2 separate regions of the Mus musculus genome follow, and region 1 is linked to region 2. A link is a contact called in public promoter capture Hi-C data. All regions are on one chromosome and are shown on one strand. The core of a region is the stretch at or near the end of the contact, and the rest is flanking DNA. Distances in the headings are between cores, read along the strand shown.

Region 1 (4,213 bases), core at 369-2,868, 960 kb after region 2:
TATGGGTGTGGGAACTAGTGGGGGTTTCTTCTCACACACCAGAAAAAAAAAAGCAGCCTTGGGGGTACATGAACCCTGGTGGCAGGAGTGAGCAGTCAGCTTTTTGTCCCCAGGTTCAGCTGCTGGGGGAATCCAAATGGCAGTTACCTCCCAAACCAGCAAACTACAGCAAGTTACAGCCTTCAGAGCCCCAGGTGACACGGCCCAGAAAGCCAGATGGAGTGTCCTTTGAAGAAGGTGACATTATCTACATTACTGACTCAAGCGTTATCAACTGATGGAAGGGCGGCAGGACTCAGCTAATTCCAAGCAGGGATGTGACCGAGCAGGCAGGATCCACTGACCACCAGCTGCACTGGGCAGCCTGAGCCAGAGGGGTGTTTGGCTAACCCAGCGGGTGTTAATGGCTTAGACAGAGCTGGAAGCACGGCTTTGTCTGGACTTGCCCTGGTCATCGCTAAGACAGAGTGAAAGTCCCGTTTACAAAGCCAAGCAGTGAGCAAAACAGACAGACGGGAGACAAGCAGTGAGCAGAACAGACAGACAGGAGACAAGGCTTTCATGCTGATGCCCACGACGGTTGCTCCTGGGAAAGGCAAGAACGGTCTTAAGAAATAACAGGAAAAAGCTGGTCCTGACCGTGGCCGTTGATGCTGCCTGCACATTGCTCTGGAAAGAGACAGGAGACAGAGTTGATTCAAACACTATGCAGTGCCCAGGACTACTTTTTAATTTTTAAAAAATGTGTGTGTGTGTATGTCTTTGTGTATGAACACGTGTGTGTGTGTGTGTGTGTGTGTGTGTGTGTGTGTGTGTGTGTGTAAGCTAATAGATACTGGATATCTTCCTCAATTACTAACCATCTTATTTTTTTTGAGACAGAGTCTCTCGATGAACCAGGAGCTAAGTGATTCAGCCAGACTAAATGGCCAGGAAGCAACAGGAATGAATATATATATATATATATATATATATATATATATATATATATATATGTATATATATATATATATATGTGTATTCCTGTTGAAGAATATTTGATCACATTGTGAACCCTGAGATTGTTATTTACTGAAAAAAAAATGTTTCTAGTTATGAAGTAGGTAGCCCTTAGCACACACCTTTAATCTCTCTGGCTGGAATACAGACACACCTTTAGCACACATCTTTAATCCCAAACAATGAAGGTCAGGTTAGTTTGTAGAAGGAAGCAGCCGTGTTTGAAAGTGATGTCTAATTGAGTGGCAGACAAAGTGGTGAACCAGAGAAAGGTATGAGAGAATAGGATACGCCCAACTCTCATGAGAAGAGAGAGGTAAGAGAAGCTGTTTAAGAGAGAGGAGTTTTAGAGAGAGAGGAAAGGAAGGAGGCAATTTTACTGGGGAGTTTTACAGAGACAGGCTGCAGAGAGAACAAGCTAGACATAGGTGAAGTCAGAATGAGCCATAGAATGAGAAGGAGCCAGAAGATTAGAACAGATTGCCTAAGTTAGTATGAGACCAAGCAAAGGAATTCAGGAGAGACAGAGATAGAGACAGGCAGAGAGAGAAACACACACACAGAGAAAACAGATTGAAACAGTCAAAGCTCAGGAAAAAAAAAAACCAACCTAGAAAGTGTGAGCTTATTCAGCAGCGAGTCTCAGAGGCTGAAAATATTCTAGACCTAGATAAGATTGTACAGAGGCTAGAAGCTTCCAGGACTAGCGTAGGTTAGCAGACAGAGGCAGCAAGCCTCGGAGACAACGATCACCTCAGGTGAGTAGAAGTTACTTTTATATCTTTCTCTTTGTCTCCTGAGCCCTGGTGTCACCGGCATGTGCCCTTGGTTTTACGCAGGTGCTGAGCATCTAAGCTCAGGTCTCTGTGTTTACATGGCAACCGCTTCACATGGCAACCGCTTCACTGAATGATCCACCTTCCCATCCCACCCCAGCAAGACTGTCCTGATGGAGAAGGTTGGATCCATTCCTTTCTGGAGATGCTGTGGGATCTGATTTCTTTTGCTTCAGCCATCCCAAAACCTTGTTTCCCACTGCAAGATCTGTGATAAAGTAATCTATGTGAGCATGGCAGCATCACACTGCGACTCCATGGGACATGTGAATGAATAGCACTCACTCTTAGTTTGCCAGAAGTGACAGGATGATTTTCTGTATAAAATAATTCCTGTTCACCAGAATAGATTGAAATGAAATTGTTTCTATTTGTCAAACTATAGAAATTTGAAGAATTCTTGTTCCTGTTTAAAAACATAAAAAAAAAATTTTTTTTTCTTAAAGTTCCCTACATCAAAGATTGGGATGTTTTGAATGGGTTTTTCAAGAGAGGAAATACTTGTTATAATAATAAACCAAAGTACTTAACAGAAAATTGTTAGTTATCCTGACAAAAAAATAAAGATTTTAAGAGTCTTTTGAATATCATAGTCTCAATAAGGGTTTTCAAATTTTCTGGGTGAAATTCTAGGTGCAGTGGGTGCTTGTCTAGTACATGTGAGATCCTAGGCCTAGTTCCCAGCACCAGAAAGGAGAAGACATGTTATATATACTTTATTTATAGTATTTTTATTGTGTTACATACATATTAAAGTCATTGAGTTGTTTGTTGTGGCAGATGCATGAGGGTTGCTGCAAGTCTGAGGCCAGCCTAGTCTACAGAGGCCAGCCTAATCTACATAGCATGTTCCATGCTACCCAGACCCTGACTCAAACCCCCCCCACACACACACACATACACACACACACAAAGTCTGGAGCATAAATTGCATCATTCCACAGCTTAGCAATACCACAGACTGAAAGGCTAGACTTTGCATTATCAAATTTAAGTTTGAACATCAGGTACCGGTGGACCATCAGGCCTGAGGCAATGTTTATTCAGATTCTACATCTGACCACTCAAGCTCTCTTCATGTCCTCATTAATAATTGAAGAGAAATGCTAGTCAACGTGAGTTCTTTTTGAGTTAACATATTTTAGTCTTGTTAAATACAAAATGCTTCTGTGTTCACTTCACAGCTGGAAGGGCAAAAGATACCCATGGCAATAGGAATTTGCATAGTGCTTGGGAAATATTAATAAACAACTGTATATCTTTTAAATCAGTAGTCACATGACAAGGTGCAGAAAGCCTGGGGTGATAGAATAAACAAACCGCAGACGTTTATCCCCTTCCAACCTCCATTTGTGTAGGCAAATTTCAACAGTGCTGTATTTATTTTATTCTTGGAAATTCAGGCAATTTGAAAGCTTTGTGTTTTTAGGTTGAGAGCTGATTGCGTCTCAGGCTGCTGTCTTTTAAAAGATAAAACACATTTCTTAAAAAGACACTGGCGTGATATAAGAGAGAGAAACTGGATGTCAAAAAAGGATGGGTTCTTGAGAACAAGGTGGGCCTATACTTGACAATATTTGTTCTACTCTGATAGTTTTGTCTATTTTTGAAAAAAATTAACTTGCATATATTCATTGTACAAAGTGATGGGTTTTATTACAATATCTTCATACATGTATGTAATCTATTTAGTTCATATTCAGTCTAAATACTCTCTCATCCCACCCACCCCTTTTCTCCTTCCTGATACTCCTTATTACATATACTTTTTTTAATTATAATTTTTCTTTTGAGATTATAATATTTTCATCCTCTTTCTTTTTTTTTTTCTTTTTTTCTCCACACCCTTTCATATACCACACAGCCTTGCTTTCTTTCAAATTCATGGCCTCTTTTTCTTTGTTGTTGTTTAGATGTATGTGCACACACATGCATGCATGTGTGTGTCTCCGTGTGTCTGTGTGTCTCTGTGTGTGTGTGTGTGTGTGTAAATCTCTGTGTCTGTGTGTCTGTGTGCATCTGTATGTGTGTCTGTGTATTCTCAAATATATAAATACAACCTTCTTAGCCCATGTAATGTGTGTGTGTGTTTTCAGAGCTGACAGTTTGGTCCTGGGTAACCACTTGGTGTGCTCTTCCCTAGGGAGGAGAGCATGTCTCCTGATTTCAGCATTTCTTAGTTGCCTGCATTTTTTTTTTGTCTAAGCTTTGTGAATGTCATATATTTTTTAATACATATATTTTAAATCTAGACTCTGCTTCTGAGGAGAGATGAGGTATTTGTCTGAGTCTGGCTTGTTTTGCTTAGTGATATCCTCTATCCAGTTCCGTGGTGTGGCAGTGGAGAAGGGTCTGCGCTGGTTAGTTTTATGTCAACT
Region 2 (4,328 bases), core at 222-2,721:
CACACACACACACACACACATGAGGGAAATGCTCTACTGTTGAGAGTCCCAGAACTTTTAATTTTTGAGACTGAGTCTCATGGTTTCCAGAATAGCCTCAAAGTTGCTATGTAACTGAGGATGGCCTTGAACTCCGATCACTTCTGAACAGAAAGGGCCCTCCTGAAGAATTAAGCTTAAGCCAGGCATGATGGCTCACATCTGTCATCCTAGCTCTTGAGAATCTGAAGTAAAAGGCTTACTGTAAGTTCAAGCCAGTGTGGTCTATATTGGAGTTCCAGAACAGACTGGGTTATATAATGAGACTCTGAAGAAATAGCTCAGTGGTTAAGAGCACTGACTGTTCTTACAGAGGTCTCAGGTTCAATTCCCAGCACCCACATGGTGGCTTATAGCCACCTATAACTCCAGTTCCTAGGGGTCTGATTCAGCCTTAGGAACTCCACAGGGACTGGCACACCAGTATCAAACAGATCTCATACAATAAACATATTTGGCCAGGTGGGGGTGATGCACACATTTAATTTCAGCACTTGGGAGGCAGAATGGAGGTGGATCTCTGTGAGTTCAAGGCCAGCCTGGTCTAAGAGCAAATCCAGGACAGCCAGGGCTCTTATACAGAGAAACCTCGGTGGAGGGTGGGGGTGAGGGTGATGGTATGGGAGAGATTAAAGCAAAAACTACATTTCATTTGTTGTTATTGGTAATACCAAAAGAGCCACTCACCCATCACCCAGTACCCTGCTGTCTCTTAACCTCTAAGGCAAACTTCTTCCACACTCTCTCACAGCTGGCTCTTTGACTCCTCTAAGTTCCCTGGCCTGTGAAATAGGGGAAGTCCTTAACTTCTTTCCTCCATTGCTTCTAGAATTTCTCTGCCTAAGCGAGCAGCTTAGCCCTGCCCGTGCTTCAGAGGTGGCTGCACTCACTCCCACAGGTTCACTCAGGGCTATCAGCTCCCATCCCAGCCCTGTCTATCAGCTACCATCTCAGATAAAAGGAAACTCATGTCCTCAGGGCAGATCTAATCTACTCTTGTCACCAACCCTTTCATGACGTAGGGCTTCCCTGGAGCAGAGCAGAAAGGTCTAGCTTGAGACCTAAAGAGATGGCCAAGTTCAGTTGCTTCCTTTCACACAGGGGTAAAACAAGGCCCGGGCATCCAGATGCATTGACTTGTTCTAGGCCATCAGGAAACCCAGGCCAGCTGGGTTTCCTTAGCCTCCTACCCTTGCACCAAGGGTCGGGCTGTATCCAATCCTCCACCGCTTCCCAACGTTCCCAAGTTCATTTGGGAGGTGGCAGGATTTTCTGCTTAGGTTGATAAGATCCAGCTTGGATGGGAAGAGGAGGGCTGGGAGCAGGGCAGGGTTTCTGAGCTCTCTCCACCCAGGCAGTGGGAGTGGCCAGACCTGAGTTAAATGTTGCTGCAGTCTCGGCCTCCCACCAGATCTCAGCTGCAGGGAGTCTCAGATGACTGTGAGATCCTGAAGGGAGCTCTCTTGAGTGAGGGTCACAATGTCCTGCAAGAAATGGTGCTCCAGCAGCCAGGCCAAGTGGATCCTTGCTGGCAGTGTCACTGTGACACTGGTGTTGGCCATTTCATTGATCCTAGGCCTAACCCTGCATCAGGGCACCCAACCAGGTAGGACCTTCCCTCTCCCTGCCATCCTCCCAACTTCTCATTTCTTACCTCACTGAGCTCTGCCCATGTATCCAGCTCTACTCTGATACTTCAGCCCTACCAAGTCAACCAGAGCAGAAGGTGCTATTGACTTTGCCTTGCTCGCCGGATCTTAGCCTTCCGCCGAGACCCTGTGCTTTTGGAGGGATACTCCTTGGAGACTTTGTGAGCACTCTGAGCAGCCTTCACACTCTTCCTACACATCTGCTAGTCTCTGCAATCTCTCCTTGATAAAGGGCCTTCTAGCCCTCTAGGAACAGCCTCCCCCCAGACCTATGCCTCAATCCTGAGTCTATCCTGATTTGGGGGGCTCTGCTCCCCACCCTTCCCTTCCGTCCCCCACCAGCACTGCCTTCAGAACCCCAGGGCTCTCTCCTAGATCCTTGCAGGGGCTCTGTCTCCAGTGGGCTCTTACCACCCACTGCTCTCTGCAGCCAGATAGCCTTTTCTAAACAACTCCCCTGGTATCATGCCCCACAGACCTAATTCCTCCACTGGAGATAGCTTTCCTTCCTCCAGGAGGACCAGGTAAGACCATTCCTTTATACAAACGTTCTTTCCCATGTCTAAACCTTCACCATTCTTTCAGCCTAGAATCATCTATGCACTTCTGTCAAGTGTACACCCATCCCTCCAAGTACCTCCTAATGTCCCCTTCTCTTTCAAATGCTCCCTTTCCTGATGATTCAAGGCCAACAAGAGGGTCTCTGTGGCCCCAGGAAGCCACACAGTTCGCTGTCTTCTGGGCTCTCTTTCTCTCCCCCTCTCCTCCTTTACCCCTCCCCTCTGTGTGTGTGTGTGTATGTGTGTGTGTGTGTGTGTGTGAGAGAGAGAGAGAGAGAGAGAGGATAGTTTGTGGGAGTCAGTTTCCTTCCATCATGTGGGGTTCCAGGATTAAACTCAGGCCATCAGCCTTGGAGGCAAGTGCCCTTACCTGCTTGTCTGACTTTTGAGACAAGGACTTGTGTATTGCAGGCTGGTCTCCAGGTCCCTGTGTACCATTGAACTTCTGATTGCCAGGCCTCACCCACCCTAGTGATGGGATGACAGATATACATATACTGCAGCAAGCACATGAAAGACCTGGAGCTTCCTATGTGTGTAGTCCTGGGTGGTCTCAGACTACTGCCAATCCCCTGCCTCACTGGGATCAGAGGCATGCACCACCAGGCCAGGCTCCCTGTATCTTACCATACCAGGGGCTGTGGGTCCTGCTGTCTGTCTACCAGACTGAATGCTATATTCAGGGTGATAGGATTATGGCTGAGCATCCTGGGCTGGGGCAAGTGATGATGGTAACAACCCCTTGGCCTTCGTTCCAGGCTGTGAGAACGATGCAATTTGCGGTCCTGATGCTGACATGCTGGACTACCTGATGGGCATGGGCCAGATCAGCCACCGGGATGGCTTGCTGGTCACCTGGTACCACGCAGCCAACAGCAAGAAAGAGATGGCAGCTGCCCTAAACAGTAAGTCTAGCCACCCTGCTTGGGGTCAGGAGACAGTTGACACCGAGGTCATGGCAACTCTGTGGTGGCTATTTTCATATACCTGCCACAGTCTCCCTGAGGGAACAGAGCTGTCAGGGGCTGATGGTCCCTGCTATAAGGAGGCCTTTGACTTCCAGGACTAAGAAGCCAGAGATGTAAGCTTGACAGCCAAGGCTGTGAAGGACACCTGAGCAGCTCCTTAGAGTCTGCAACAAAACAATCATGGTGGCCCTGTCAGTGACAAGCACACACTACCCTCGCACTGTGTGGCGGTCACCTCAAACCCATGCAACCTGCTGGTGGGAATCACTTATGGGAGGAAAACTGAAGCTCATAGAAATTAGGTGACCGAGGTTCTGCTGTCAGAGAGAGGTGAGGCCAACATAGGTCAGCCCCACAGCCCCAAAGTCTGTGATCTGAGTGTCTCAGTTGGATCATGGGGAAACACTCTCTTTCGTGGAGGACTGGGGTAATGGTCCCTGGCTTGAGGTTTCGTCAGGAAGTGCAGGCCTCCATTCAGCCCTGTGGGTGTGGCCTGAGAGCTCCTGGCCACTGGTGTTTAGGACCTCGTTGTGAGAACTGCCACTCAAGAGAAATTTTTCTTGCTGACCTGTAACCCAAGACCTCAGGAAGCTGAGGCAGGAGGATGACTAGTTCCAGGTTGGCATGGGCTATGGATTTTGCTCTGGCAGGTCACCATACAGTGGCCTGGAAAGAACTGGTTGAGTGGAGGCTTGCATGGCAAGTGGGGAGAGGCTGGGCCAGGCTGGGAGAGCCCCAGGCCACCACCACTTCAGCTGTGTCTTCTGACAGCTGAGCCTTGGTGGCCAGGAGTGAAGGAAGGAGAGAAGGAAATAGCGAGCTTTAACATCCACCATGCTTCTCGATCTTACCCAGGAGACAGTGGGTGACACAGGAAAGAGAAATGTCTCCTGTCTGAAACAACAGTGCTACCGGTGAGCTACCGCGTCTGTCTCTTACACCTGCTGGCCCCTTCTTTTCTCTGGAAAAAGAGCACAGAAAGCAAATTCTGTTGGCTAAAGAGGAAACTGTCCTAACCAGGAGCCTGCGAAGTTTAGCCTGTGAGAAACTTGCTTAGCTCTGTGTCTTAGTCGGGGTTTCTAGTCCCACAAAACATCATGACCAAGGCAAGA

Evidence for each region. Promoter capture Hi-C pulls out the DNA fragments that hold promoters and counts their contacts.
Region 1: a promoter capture Hi-C map of stem cell-derived epiblast-like cells shows a contact between it and region 2, with 4 times the contacts expected there. The contact joins the promoter of 1700047F07Rik here to the promoter of Fam151a in region 2. A contact is called at or near these places in 7 of 39 promoter capture datasets (the 3T3-L1 cell line, cranial neural crest, embryonic stem cells and 3 more), 1 of 484 Hi-C or Micro-C datasets (cerebellum) and 1 of 9 other capture datasets (embryonic stem cells).

The regions. Positions count from the first base shown.
Region 1 is chr4:107,687,982-107,692,194 of GRCm38.p6, forward strand. 1700047F07Rik (a long non-coding RNA gene) reads left to right here and starts at 1,619. Exons shown (of 4, transcript XR_867984.2): 1 at 1,619-1,757. It also overlaps a transcript of Dmrtb1 not described here and the pseudogene Gm12899.
Region 2 is chr4:106,732,444-106,736,771 of GRCm38.p6, forward strand. It overlaps Fam151a (family with sequence simliarity 151, member A), which reads left to right and starts at 1,472. Exons shown (of 8, transcript NM_146149.1): 1 at 1,472-1,645; 2 at 3,007-3,153. The coding sequence starts at 1,519. It also overlaps a transcript of Mroh7 not described here.